3 separate regions of the Mus musculus genome follow, and all the other regions are linked to region 1. Evidence: chromatin contacts called from public HiChIP or PLAC-seq data. All regions are on one chromosome and are shown on one strand. The core of a region is the stretch at or near the end of the contact, and the rest is flanking DNA. Distances in the headings are between cores, read along the strand shown. Region 1 holds the start of Rfc1 (replication factor C (activator 1) 1). Region 2 holds the start of Tmem156 (transmembrane protein 156). Region 3 has its middle 22 kb from the start of Smim14.

What was found. HiChIP or PLAC-seq counts read pairs in DNA pulled down with a chosen protein or histone mark.
Region 2: a contact with region 1 is called in an RNA polymerase II HiChIP or PLAC-seq map of embryonic stem cells, with 15 read pairs. The contact joins the promoter of Tmem156 here to the promoter of Rfc1 in region 1. A contact is called at or near these places in 15 of 39 promoter capture datasets (3T3-L1-derived adipocytes, the C10 cell line, the HPC-7 cell line and 11 more), 2 of 484 Hi-C or Micro-C datasets (CD4 T cells and embryonic stem cells), 4 of 115 datasets of contacts at active chromatin or transcription factors (effector CD8 T cells, embryonic stem cells and memory CD8 T cells) and 2 of 9 other capture datasets (adipose tissue and liver).
Region 3: a contact with region 1 is called in an H3K4me3 HiChIP or PLAC-seq map of the 230-238 cell line, with 20 read pairs. The contact joins the enhancer-like site here to the promoter of Rfc1 in region 1. A contact is called at or near these places in 1 of 15 datasets of contacts at CTCF or cohesin (CD8 T cells), 14 of 484 Hi-C or Micro-C datasets (CD8 T cells, the G1E-ER4 cell line, embryonic stem cells and 1 more), 7 of 115 datasets of contacts at active chromatin or transcription factors (the 230-238 cell line, embryonic stem cells, memory CD8 T cells and 2 more) and 3 of 9 other capture datasets (adipose tissue, liver and pancreatic islet).

What each region holds. Positions count from the first base shown.
Region 1 is chr5:65,333,695-65,337,815 of GRCm38.p6, forward strand. It overlaps Rfc1 (replication factor C (activator 1) 1), which reads right to left and starts at 1,945. Exons shown (of 25, transcript NM_001347357.1): 1 at 1,830-1,945. The coding sequence starts at 1,832.
Region 2 is chr5:65,089,628-65,093,748 of GRCm38.p6, forward strand. Tmem156 (transmembrane protein 156) reads right to left here and starts at 1,982. Exons shown (of 6, transcript NM_001370814.1): 1 at 1,841-1,982. The coding sequence starts at 1,928.
Region 3 is chr5:65,512,684-65,516,804 of GRCm38.p6, forward strand. It overlaps a transcript of Smim14 not described here. Among named protein-coding and RNA genes, the nearest start is that of Smim14, 22 kb to the left of the region's middle. Within about 2 kb of position 2,413, at least 101 of the 459 cell types and tissues checked have an H3K27ac peak or open chromatin away from gene starts, as enhancers often do. A contact at or near this core is called in the 230-238 cell line, CD8 T cells, adipose tissue and 3 more, where this site is marked.

The sequences.
Region 1 (4,121 bases), core at 695-3,194:
TACATAGTAAGCTCTAGAACAGCCTGGACTACATAGAGAGAGACCCTGTCTCAAAAAAACAAAACAACAACAACAACCACGAAGAACTTGGGAGGCTTGAGATGTGTCCAGTGATTGGGAGCACTTGCTGCTCTTGCAAAGGACCTGGCTTCAGTTTCCACCACCCACGTGATGGTTCACACCCATGTATGACGCCAGTACCAGGGGACCCAATGCCCTCTTCTGACCTTCTTGGGACCAGGGCTGCATGCACTGCACATACACGCATGCAGACAAAACACTTGTACACGTAATTTATTCAAAACAGGATTTCTCTGTGTAGCCTTGGCTGTACCGGAACTCACTCTGTAGAGCTGGCTGGCCTCAAACTTATAGAGATCCACCTGCCTCTGCCTCCCAGGTGCTGTGATTAAAGTCATGCACCACCAATGAACTGGAGAGGTATGACTGAAGAGATGTCTCAGGAGTTAGAGTACTTGCTGCTCTTTCAGAGGACATGAGTTCAACTCCAATTCCAAAGGGTTCAACACCCTCTTCTGGCCTCTGATGGCATCAGGCATGCATAGTCACAGAAATATACTCAGACACAACATACACGTTACAAGTCAAATAAGAATGTATTGGACTTGGGGGCTGAACAAATGGTTCAGTGGTTAAGAGTGCATATTGTTCTTTGCAGAGACCCTGACTTCCAGAACTAACACCCACAGAAAGCAGCTCAAAACCACCTGTAACACCACCTCTGGAGGATCTGACACACTCTTCTGGCTACCATGGGCCTTCAAACATATGTGTGCATACACAAACTATGTGTGCATATACAAACACAGATACACATAACTAAAATAAGAATAAATATTTTCCAAAACAACACTTCAGATGAATTTCTAGACGGTATTTAAAGCAAACTCACATATTATCCCGAAAATAAAAAGGCCGACTCTGGGTGGCTACCATCACTATCTTTTTTCCCCAAAGAATAAAAAACAGAGAGCTGAAACTTTTTCCAGTTTGGTGTAACACTTTTCTCCCCTGCATGCTGGTGTTCTGACAAGCTTAAGAATAATAAAAGTGTGTGTAAGTGTGATTGTTAAATATCTTGTAGATTAGCTGAACATCTTCAGTGGTCCAGTAAATTAAAAATTATTTCCAACTTGTATCTGTCTCCTATGCCAGGGACTTTCAAACAATTTCACTTTCAAACTATTTGAATGTCCACTACATTGAATTATTGAAGTTGGAACTGAGGTTTAAAAAAAAAAAAAACTACTTATCGTAACAGGTGATAAGAGATGACAGCTGTCAAATACAGAACATCCGTCTGTACTCGCCGTGTTTTTATTCCTGGTAAACCAGGATCCGCTCAACTCCTATAAATTATTCTAAACAAAATAAACAAATAAACTTCCTTGTGTCACAGCTGACACTCGCTTCCAGGAAGCTGATTCAAGCTGAAGGCCCGAGCAAACTTCTCCCTGCGAAAGCCAAGTGTGACATTCTTCCACGCAAAGCTTGAAGTCGGGACTTTAGGAAGCACTCCAACAGAGATGATTTGGGACAAGGCTGTACACGAAAGTAACTTTTAACGCCCCGTCCAAATCAACTTTCTTCTTCCTTCCTCCCTTCCCCCAAGAGTCGGGGGGGTGGGGATGTGAAATTGCCGCGTAGCAGCCACCTCCCTGCAGCTGCGTCCCTGGTGCGCCCCGCACCCTAAGCCGGGCCCCTCGGAGCCCTCTGCATCGTCCTCCCCATCCCGCACCGCGGCGGCGCCCCGTTCACACCCCCGCCTGCAAAGCCTCTGTAGCTGCACGGCCTCCCGGGCGGCTCACCATCGCAGCCCCACGACCGAACAGGAGCAGGTGGGCAGGCCCGTGGCTGGGGTAATTCGTTATCGGGGCTCGGGATCCATTGGCGCCAACAACTTCTCCCGCGAAGTAGCAGAAGCGCGGGCGGCGGCGCGCGGCGATGACGTCGGAGGCGCGCGTTCCCCGCGGCCCCGCCCCGAGGCGGGAGCTGCGCACTGGGTGCAGGACCACAGCCCTAGCAACCGGAGGGTTGCTACCTTGTAGGACGGCGAGTGCGCGTGCGATCGTGGCCGGGAGACGCCCAATTTGGGATCTGAGGCTGACTTCCTCTAAGCCGGGTTCCCAGGTGGCTTCCTTCCTGCAGTACACGCACGTGCTGCAAGGGCAGTGCTCTGTAGCCGCTTCCAGAAGTTCTTACTGCCACCACGGTAGGATGAAGTGTATTCGATGCGCCCCGCAAAGGTCAACTGTTCTCATCAAACTTTACACTGATTTATTTTATTTTTAATGTTTGACCTATTGATTTTGGCTCAAACTAACAGACCCTTAGTGAATGGACATTTTTTTTAACTTTTTAATACATTTATCTATTGAAGATGGAATGACAAGCTGTGGTCAGAGAACAACTTTCAGGGAACCTTCCATCACGTGGGTATATGTTTGCATTTAACGGACTGTTTACAGTAAAGGCATTTTGTTTGTTTGGGGGGGTTGTTTTTCTGAGGCAGAAGATCATGTGACTTGTCCAGGTCCCAAACTCCTTATGTAGCTGAGAATGACCTTGAACTTCTGATTTCTCTACTGCCTCCCAAACGCTGAAATCTCAGATATATGCCAACACTCCTGCTTTACACGATGCAAGGGATCAAACTCAGAGCTACTGTGAATGCATGCAACCAACTGGGCAACCCTCAGCCCCAATGTCTTTGCTCTAAAACTACCAAGCTAAGAGAACTAGCCCCCGGGACTGGAGAGATGGCTCAGCGGTTAAGATCACTGACTGCTCTTCCAAAGGTCCTGAGTTCAAATCCCAGCAACCACATGGTGGCTCAAAACCATCCGTAATGAAATCTGATGCCCTCTTTTGGAGTGTCTGAGGTCAACTACAGTGTACTTACATATAATAAATAAATCTAAGAAAGAAAGACAGGAAGGAAGGAAGGAAGAAAACTAGCCCCTTAATTCCTTCCTAAAGCTTCATTAAGTCTCTTAAAGAATAGTCAAATCTTTGACATAACCAAGACACGCCCACACAGGGGAAAAAAAAAAAAAAAACAAGAAAAGATTTAGGATAAGCAAGCTTTGGAAGCTGCTCTTGCTATGAAACTCTAGTGGGCCTGCCTCCACCACCCCACTGCTGGGATTATAGGGGTGGTAGCCCACACCTGGCCAGCAAGTTTCCTATGAGTAAATGAGCAACCTGGTTGTGGAATAGAAATTAACAATTGCATATAACTTTAAGAGAAAACGTGACTATCAAAGAATTTAGTGTAGAGGGCAGTATCAAACTTTGGCCTTGAACTTTGAAATCTTTTTCTAACCACTTCTTGTTGGGTCTTGTCATTTTATGACACCATATCTACTGGGAAAGACAGTAAAGCCTTCAGGAATACAAGAGTTTGTATTTAAGTAGATGTCTATTGCAACATAATTTTGGTTTTTTGAGTGAGGATTTCTCTATGTATTCCTGGCTGGCCTGGAACACAATATGGATTCGCCTGCCTCTGCTTCCCTGAGTCTGGGATTAAAGGTGAGTACCATACTCTGCATTTTTTGTAACATGTAACCCACATGCATTTTTTGCACTGTTCTGGGTTAAAATTCACCAACAATAATAATCCCCAACTTAGAAACAAGTGAACAGTCACTGGTGAGAAGGACTTCCCTGCTTAGGTCCCTCTGAAGCCATTCGTTCAGTTCCTGCTCTACTATGTAATAGTTACAAGACCATAGAGAAGTAATTGTGACTCAGGGTCCTCATCTGTTAAGACACAACTATTTCTGCCACATATCAAGTAGTAATAGCATTCTCTGATGGTGCTGGTGCTGGTGCTGGTGGCGGCAGCAGCAATGGTGGTTACTTGATTTGGTTTGAGTTCAATTCAGACAGTCTCAGTGTATAACCCAGGTTAGTCTCAAACTTGAGATCCTCCTGACTCACCCCCCTCCCCCGCCCCCAGTACTAGGATTACAGGCATGCACCATTATATGTGGATGACCACAGTGTTTTTAAGTCAACAATGATCATCATTATTATAAAGCTTGCACACATGTGGCAGAGATAACCAGAAGGACCCTGCTTCAAAAACAAGATGG
Region 2 (4,121 bases), core at 732-3,231, 240 kb before region 1:
AATTATTATACTATTGTGTGTGTGAGTTAACCCAATAATCAACACTTTGTGGTGGCTTTGAGCAAAATTCCTTCCACCACTGAAGGACATCAGGAGAAGACCATAGTTTGCAGTTTTGTTTGCTGTTCCACAGTAAGGATCCTTTGAAACAAAATAGCCAAATAATTTCATCATCCCAAAGAATGGAAACAACCGTTGATGCTGGCTCCAACCAGAACGCTCCAACCAGAAAACAGAAGTGGTTCCTTCTGGTTTAGGACAAGCAATGAAGCACAGTGGCAGCTGAGAAAACAAATCTTATAAATGGCTCTTGTCAACATGAAGAACAGACTGGCTCTCTGGCCAGGCAAGTTCAGCTGAAGTGTATTTTGAAAAACAAACCAAACTAACCAACCAAACAAACAAAAAACCGAATCCTTCTGCTTACAAAATCAAAGGCCCACTGAGGTGCCCACCATGCACCTCTCTGAATTTTCCTGGGCCACACTGGTCTTCTGGTGTCACCTGTAGCAAGAACTAGTGGTCAAAAGAACAATTCTTCTGTCTTTTCCCTCCTCCTCACAATCCTTAATAGACTCTTAAAGCACTGACCAACTTAGCAAACAGTGTGTGCCAGTTACCTGATATTCATTAGATGCAAACTAATTGGTCAAAGTAATAGGAATATAAACACAGAGAAGGCCTAGCTTAGATAGCTAAAAACATGTTGCTACTCTAAGCCCAAAATATCTTAAAAATAACTTGTCTTTATTCTATTTTCTTTAGGACACATTTTCAGCGGGTGAAAATAAGTATCAAAAATATACACTATACGTGCTCAATATATATATATTTTTAAAAAACCAAACCAAAAGAAAAAAATTTTAATTCGATCATTCGTAAAAATTGCAGTTACAGTGTTTATTTAGCAAAAATATTTTTATCTGGCTACTTAGCATCATTTAATATGCAACATTAAATAATCATTGCAGTATGTCATCAAATATAATTAGCAAAAGTATTTTTATCTGAATACATATCTTTGCATATATTCGACAATAAATATTCATTGCAGCGAGATATCAAATATAAGTTTTTCTCTAGTTTTCGTAAATTTATATGATTCCTATTTAGTAATAGAACAGTGGAGTTTTTTTTTTAACCTTCTTATTAAAGGCTAATGAACACAATTATCACTTAAACACCCACAATAACATGTTTTCCAATCTTTTAATAATATATAAAAAATAATTTAAATTCCCTTATTTTTTTGTTTCTCTACCCTGAAGTTTCAACAAATATATAACAATTCTTTGAAGGGCTCTCAGAGTGGGTTTTGCCTTGTTCCCAATGCTCCCAAACACACACATACCTGCCTATATTTGTACCCATCTGGTTTTACTGCATATTAAAAATACTAAAATTTACTCCTATTTTTCTAAGATCAGCAGGAAATTATTAGTCTCACCTTGTGATCAAATGGCTCATTTTAAAATAAATAAATGTCCGTTCCCTTAGTAAGTTCCAGAATATAAAAGCAGATATATATGATTATTTTGAAAGAAGGAAACAGTTTCAAAGAACAAACTCATAAGATGCTATTCTCTTAAGTCCCGTGTCTGGAATCGAAAATCAGACTTTAAATATTTCTTTACATTTTCAATTGTAACATAACTAAGTCCTAAGGCCACTATGCTAGATAACAGGCAACTAAAAATTGGTATCTCGTTTCACTTAAGGCAGTTCACTCACCGAACTTCAGCTCATGCTGCATACACCCCAAAAGATCTCGTCTGTCACCACTCGCTGACAATGTGCTCTAAAGTAAGAAACGAGAGCTGGATTGCAATGGTTTACTTACCTTTTGGTGTCTTGAAAAATTCTGGCAGGACTAAAATGAAGGTGATCACTATTGCCACAAATAATTTAAGGAAAGCTGTTTCTGTCATGTCTACTCACATGACACAAATGTGTTCCCATCGGTAGCTTGATAGTATGTTGCTTCCTGCTTCTCATCTCTGCTCTACTTCAAGTTCCTGAGATTCACCTCATACTCACTTCCGTTTGGGTCTGACTTTAAAAAAAAAAAAGTTACCCGGGACTGAGACTTCTTCATTTTGAGTCACTTTGCCTAATAAAGCCACCCTCTAACAAGAACTGTTGTGCTAACTGATAAACACGAAAGATGAGGAAATGGTCTTAAGAAACACAGAGGGTCTGGCTCCAGATTTAAATCTGTTTCTCATGTTTACCAATGTGTAAGAACAACATGGTACATGTAACCTACAACATAATAACCAAAAACCAAAGGACGAATGTCAGTGCTACCCCAGTTTATAAACATTGTTCACTCATTTACTTAGTAAATGATAGTTAATCTCTCTGAAAGCCAGACACTGTGCTTGGTTCTGGTGTTTGGAAGACAGTAAACAGTGCAAGATATGAGCATAAACAAGAGACTTATGAAAATTTGGGCTTCTGCTTTACCGTTGTCTCTGCAAGTGGCCGAATGGAACTTGTTAATGTTACGTCTATAAACAGCGTTTACTATGACGCAATCCACATTCTTGTTCTCCTTGCAAAAGAAAAAAAAAATCATTTGTTTTAGAGTGTAAATGAAGGATAGGGGAAAACTTTGATGAATACAGACAGCATACATGGCAAGCAAATGTTCTTACTTAGACAATGCAAGTAGTTAGCATTTCCATTGCCCCCTCACCCCACCCCCACCCCCCACCCCTCCTCTGGTTACAATAAAATGTAGCCAGTATTTCAGTTTGTACTTGGAGCAAATGTATCCTTTGCTCCCTGCTCAGTGCTGCAATTCTGTAACCAGTCCTTTCCGCTGACCCTCTTTTGTTCTCTCTCACCCTCTCCTGCGCTTTATGGAACAACAGGTGGGTGGGGAGGGAAGGGACAAAGATTAGATGCGCCAAGAATGAACTCATTTGTCTTTCCACTGGATACTACAGTTTACATACACATGGGAATCCTCAGTAAGGGGATTGGAAGACCTGAGCAGTCAAAATAGGGACAGAATTCCCAAGCCTATACTTTATTTTGAGAATATCATAAAGGATTATTATGTGAACACTAGCCAGTAGGAGTAAAGTTTCCACTTAAGGACCATCTGGACCCCTTGATACTCTATAAATATTTGTAGCCTTCAGCAATAGGGGCTTACTGTCCGGTCGTGGAGGAGCAATACCCTGCAATGTTTGTGGGGGTCTATGGGATCCCTTTGGCCAATAATTCAAAATGATGTTACTCACTCCTGGTGCTGGGAGTTGTATGTGGTAGTATATGATGTCTAGTTGAGATACTGATCCCCCTGCCCCATGATATGCTAACTCCATTTAAACTCTGTATATAAATATACATCTTAGAAAGCTTCTACAGTAGTAGAATTCCATACGACTTCTCAAAGGCCTTTAGTGTTGATGGTCCTTGGCACAGTTCCTCCTCTCCCCAGCCCTCCCAGTCCTACCCCATCATTCCTCCGATTACAACGTCCCTTTTATCCCTTTATAAAACTATATTCTATTTTCCCCTTCCTTGATATCTTAATGTCTATTCTTTCGCCTATAAATGTTGCAATAGTACCTTAAAATACTCAGTAATTCTTATATCCATATAAAAATTGATTTAATGGCTTCCTATGTTGTAATATTTCTGCCAGGTCTGTATTAGTCATTTTCGGTTGCTGTGTCGAAATGTGAGCAAAACGACTTAAGGGAAGAAAGATAAATTGGGCTCAAATGTTGAGGGGCTTCAGTGCATAGTCACGTGACTCCACTGCTGCTGGGTCTGTGCAAGGTGAGGCAAAGTATTGTGCAAAACATGGCAGAGCAACGTGGCTCACCTCGTGGTGGATAGGTCACATAGGAACAAATATATCCATTAAAAGCAATCCCCCAGCAATCTATTCCCTCTGAGAGCCCATTTAATAATTCATTCAGCTAAGAGTCCCATGGATTAATCTATTAATTAAATCAGAGCTTGCATTCTGATTCATTTATCAAAAATCTGTCAGCTGGTAGCCAAGCCTCAAACACAGGAAACTTCGTAAAACATTTTTTTTTTAGAATCAATCAAACCATTCTGACATAATGCATGACATTCCAATGCACACATGTACATAC
Region 3 (4,121 bases), core at 1,163-3,662, 180 kb after region 1:
TAATCCCAGCCCTCAGAAAGCAGAGGCAGGAGAATTGCCTGTTAGCTAAAGGCTGAAAGTTGGAAGCCACGGATCTACATAGTAAGTTCTAGCCTAGCTGGGCATGGTGGCACACGCCTTTAATCCCAGCACTCTGGAGGCAGAAGTAGGCAGATTTCTGAGTTTGAGGCCAGCCTGGTCTACAAAGTGAGTTCCAGGACAGCCAGGGCTATACTGAGAAACCCCGTCTCGAAAAAAAAAAAAAAAAAAAGTTCTAGGCTAGCCACAGATACAAAGCAGTCCTGCCTCTAGATAAACAAACAAGCAAACATGTGGGGCTAGAATAGGAACCAGTTTTTATTGTTTTGGTTTTGTTTGTTTGTTTGTTTTTCAAGACCGGGTTTCTTTGTGTGGGCCAAGCTGGCCTTGAACTCAGAGATCCACCTGTCTCTGCCTCCTGAATGCTGGGACTAAAGGTATGCTCCATTACCAGTGCCCAAGGAAACAGTTTTTAAAATACATATTTATTATTTTATGTGTATATAACTTGTTTTTAGATTTCTTTTTAATTTTATGTGTATGTGCTATTCACATGTGTTTGTACACTATGTGTGTACAATACCAGTAGAGTTCAGATCTACTGGAGGTAGAGTTACAGGAAGCTATGAACCACCATGTGGGTGCAGGGAACCAACCCAAAATCTGCAAGAGCAGTAAGGTCTCTTAACTGTGGAGCTGGTGCACACCTTTAATCCCAGCACTTGGAACAGCAAGAACTATAGAGCTATCTCTCCAGCATACACACACACACACACACACACACACACACACACACACACACACACACACACATATGTATGAGTCTTTTGTCTATATGATACACCATGTGCCTGCCAGGTGTCCCCAAAGGTTAGAAGAGGGCATCAGACAATTATTTACAAATGGGAAATATAATAGAGACGAGGCAAGGGTTAACCTAACTGCTAGTTTGAACTTCACTTTGCATTCCTGAAGGGAAGCCAGCAAGAGTTCATTGCCAGTCCTTTGGGACCTCCCTTTATTACACCCATGAAGCACTGTGCTCCTGGCCATGATCCTGTCCTACAACAGCCAGCCTCTATCTAGTTCACCGCACTCAGATGTACAACTCTCCTGTCCGTGGGCATCCTTTTCCTTTGGGTCTTCTCAATCAGCCCTAGTGGAGGTCCTGTGGTTTTCAGAACAGAACCTCTAAGAGTGGAGAAAAGCCAGTACACATCACTGAAGTTGACTGTGTTCTTAATTTTAATCTGTTGCTCTTGGAGAGAGACTTCTTAAGAATTTTTCACCATATATGCTAACAAAAACCATTTTTAAGCTGGGCATGGTAGCACATATCCCATCATCTGTGAAGCTGAGGCAGACAAATCTTGGTGAGTTGAAGGCCAGCCTGGTCTACACGTAGCCAGCTTCAGGCCAGCCAGTGCTATATTAGTAAAACCCCCGTCTCAAGCAAACTTCCAAACAAAACAAATGCCCCATTTACCAAAAAGAAAGAAAGAAAATTTCTGCAAAAGTCTAAAAGGTCTAAAAACCTCTGGTCTCTAGTAACATTCTGGCATTCTGGACTTTAACTCTGTATGCAGTTACACTAATAGTCATATATAAATCTACTTCACAAGGACTCGCTTTAATGACTTTTTAAAAAGACATCAGACACTAAGTTCACACTGAACAATGTGTTCTTAGTCATCATGAGGACCCTGTTCAGTTAATAGGTTCCTTATGATTTTTCTTCTGTCCCTGCAAAGTGCTTGAGGCCATTACAGAATAACTAACTGGCGATGGGAATTCCCCATGAACTCAGATGGACACTAGCTTCAAATTGTATTCCTTGGATCTCTCCTTCCTCCTAATAAGGGATGAGAAAGAGGACTCAAAAAAAAAAAAGATTTAAAAAATAAATCTCAAAGGCTTTAGGCAGAAGATCATGAGCTCAAGTCTAGCCTGTACTATGTGGAAATAAAAGGTGAGAGCTGGAGAGAGTGGAAGAGGCTGGTAGCCTACATGCTTGGCTCAATCGTCAGCACCTACTGGTCTTCTGTGTCACTCATTGCACAGGCAAGGAGTAGAACTGGCTCAGCAGGAAATGGGCTGTGGCACACTCAGGAGCCTCCTCTCCCCTACTGTACACAAAGACACTTTTTAAATAAGTCTTTGAAAAGGAAGTAGGACTTGATTGTCTGAAATGTCAGTTTGACAGAAGACTGGTTATTGAGGAACTGTTCTGCCCAGATGGTTCAACCTCCAGTGCAATGCTCCATCATCTAGTTGGAATATTTGATCTTTGTGACACAGTTCACATACTTTCCCAAGACCCCCAACTATGACTCTCTCCATATTCTGAGACACAGCTACACACCAAACATATTGTATTTGCTTTGGACACGTCAGTGACTTTCAGATCCTGTTTCCTTCCCAAGGTGATTAACAAAGAGTAACCGATGAACAGATGTCAACCACAGGACGCTTCCTGAAACTTAAATCATATCCTAAACAGCTCTCTGGCTCCCCGAGTGTGTGTGTGTGTGTGTGTGTGTGTGTGTGTGTGTGTGTGTGTGTGTGTGTGTGTGAGAGAGAGAGAGAGAGAGAGAAGCACCTTTTTAAAATGTGCATCAAGTGGACTGGAGAGATAGCTCAAAGTTTGGACACCTGCTGCTCTTTCAGACAATCCAAGCTCTTCTTCTGGCCACTGTGGACATCTGCCCATTCACACCCATATATGGTCACACAGACACCCCTTACACCCACTAGAAAAAAAAATCAAACAACAATTAAACAAATAAAAATGCATCACTTGGGTCACCGAACTGCTCTGTGGATAAAAGTGCTTTCTGACATCCCGGAGAATCTGAGTTCGATTTCTGGGATCCCTATGATGGAGGGAGACACCCAACTCCCAAAACCCCATATGTGCTGGGATGCAGTGGTGTGTGCATGCACACACTAAATACAATAACAAAAAGCCCACCAAGCACTAGATGTGGTGGGACAATAGACTGTGGTGGCACAGTGTTGTAATCTTAGATCTTGGGAGATAAAGGCAGGAGGATCAGGTTGTCCTTTACCATGGAAGTTCAAAGCCATCCCGAAACACATCCCTGTCAACCCTGTCTAGACAATCAAGTTACTAAAATCAAACAACCCATGCCAGCTCAGTTTACCGTCCTTCAGCATCCCTTCAACCCCTGAGTCTCCCCTGAGGAGGTGCGCAGACACAGTCACTGCTTCCTTCCTACCAATCAAAACAGCTTTGCATAGCCATGGGAACCCAACCCCTCATTCTTGTCTTCCTTCCTCACCGATCCTGATGCATTTCTAGTCTTCTCCCTTTATAAATGAGTTTCTTGGTACAGCACAGCCAAGGACCGTGGCAAAGAAATCAGTCCCCAGTCATTTGTTTTCTCTTGTTTTTTTCCCTCTGCCTGCTTCTCCTTACTGCCTCTTGCAGCTTTCTGGTTTCTATGCCTGTTTTATTGACTTCACATTTTTCAGTACTACCTCAGTGCCCCTCCCTTTCTCATTCACTTTGAATTGCTGAGTGCATTGTGGAAGTGTACATTTTAAAATTTGTCATGGTGTACTTTTGTTCAAAGTCTTGATTAGAAATTGGGCTAGAGGGCTGGAGAGATGGCTCAGCGGTTAAGAGCACTGACTGCTCTTCTGAAGGTTGTGAGTTCAAATCCCAGCAACCACATGGTGGCTCACAACCATCTGTAATGAGATCTGGTGCTTCTTCTGGGGTGTCTAAAGACAGCTACAGTATACTTACATATATATAATAAATAAATAAATCTTAAAAAAAAAAAAACTCTCCAGACAGCAAGGAAACGCTTGGAAAAGAAAAAAAAAAGAACTTGGGCTAGAGGAGAAATTTCAGAATCAAGAAATTTGTATTCTGGTCACTTTCTGCCTCTGTAGAGACATGGTGCCTTTTGTGTTATAACCATATTTTGTATTTACACCATGTTTATGTGCACAAGATTATCCCCATTTCAGAGGGAAAAGTCACGAAACCTCAGTTTACTGGTGGGTTTCTGACAATAGTCTGTGATGGTTAATTTTCATTGTCCACTTGATTTGATTTAGAATCTGGGAAACAT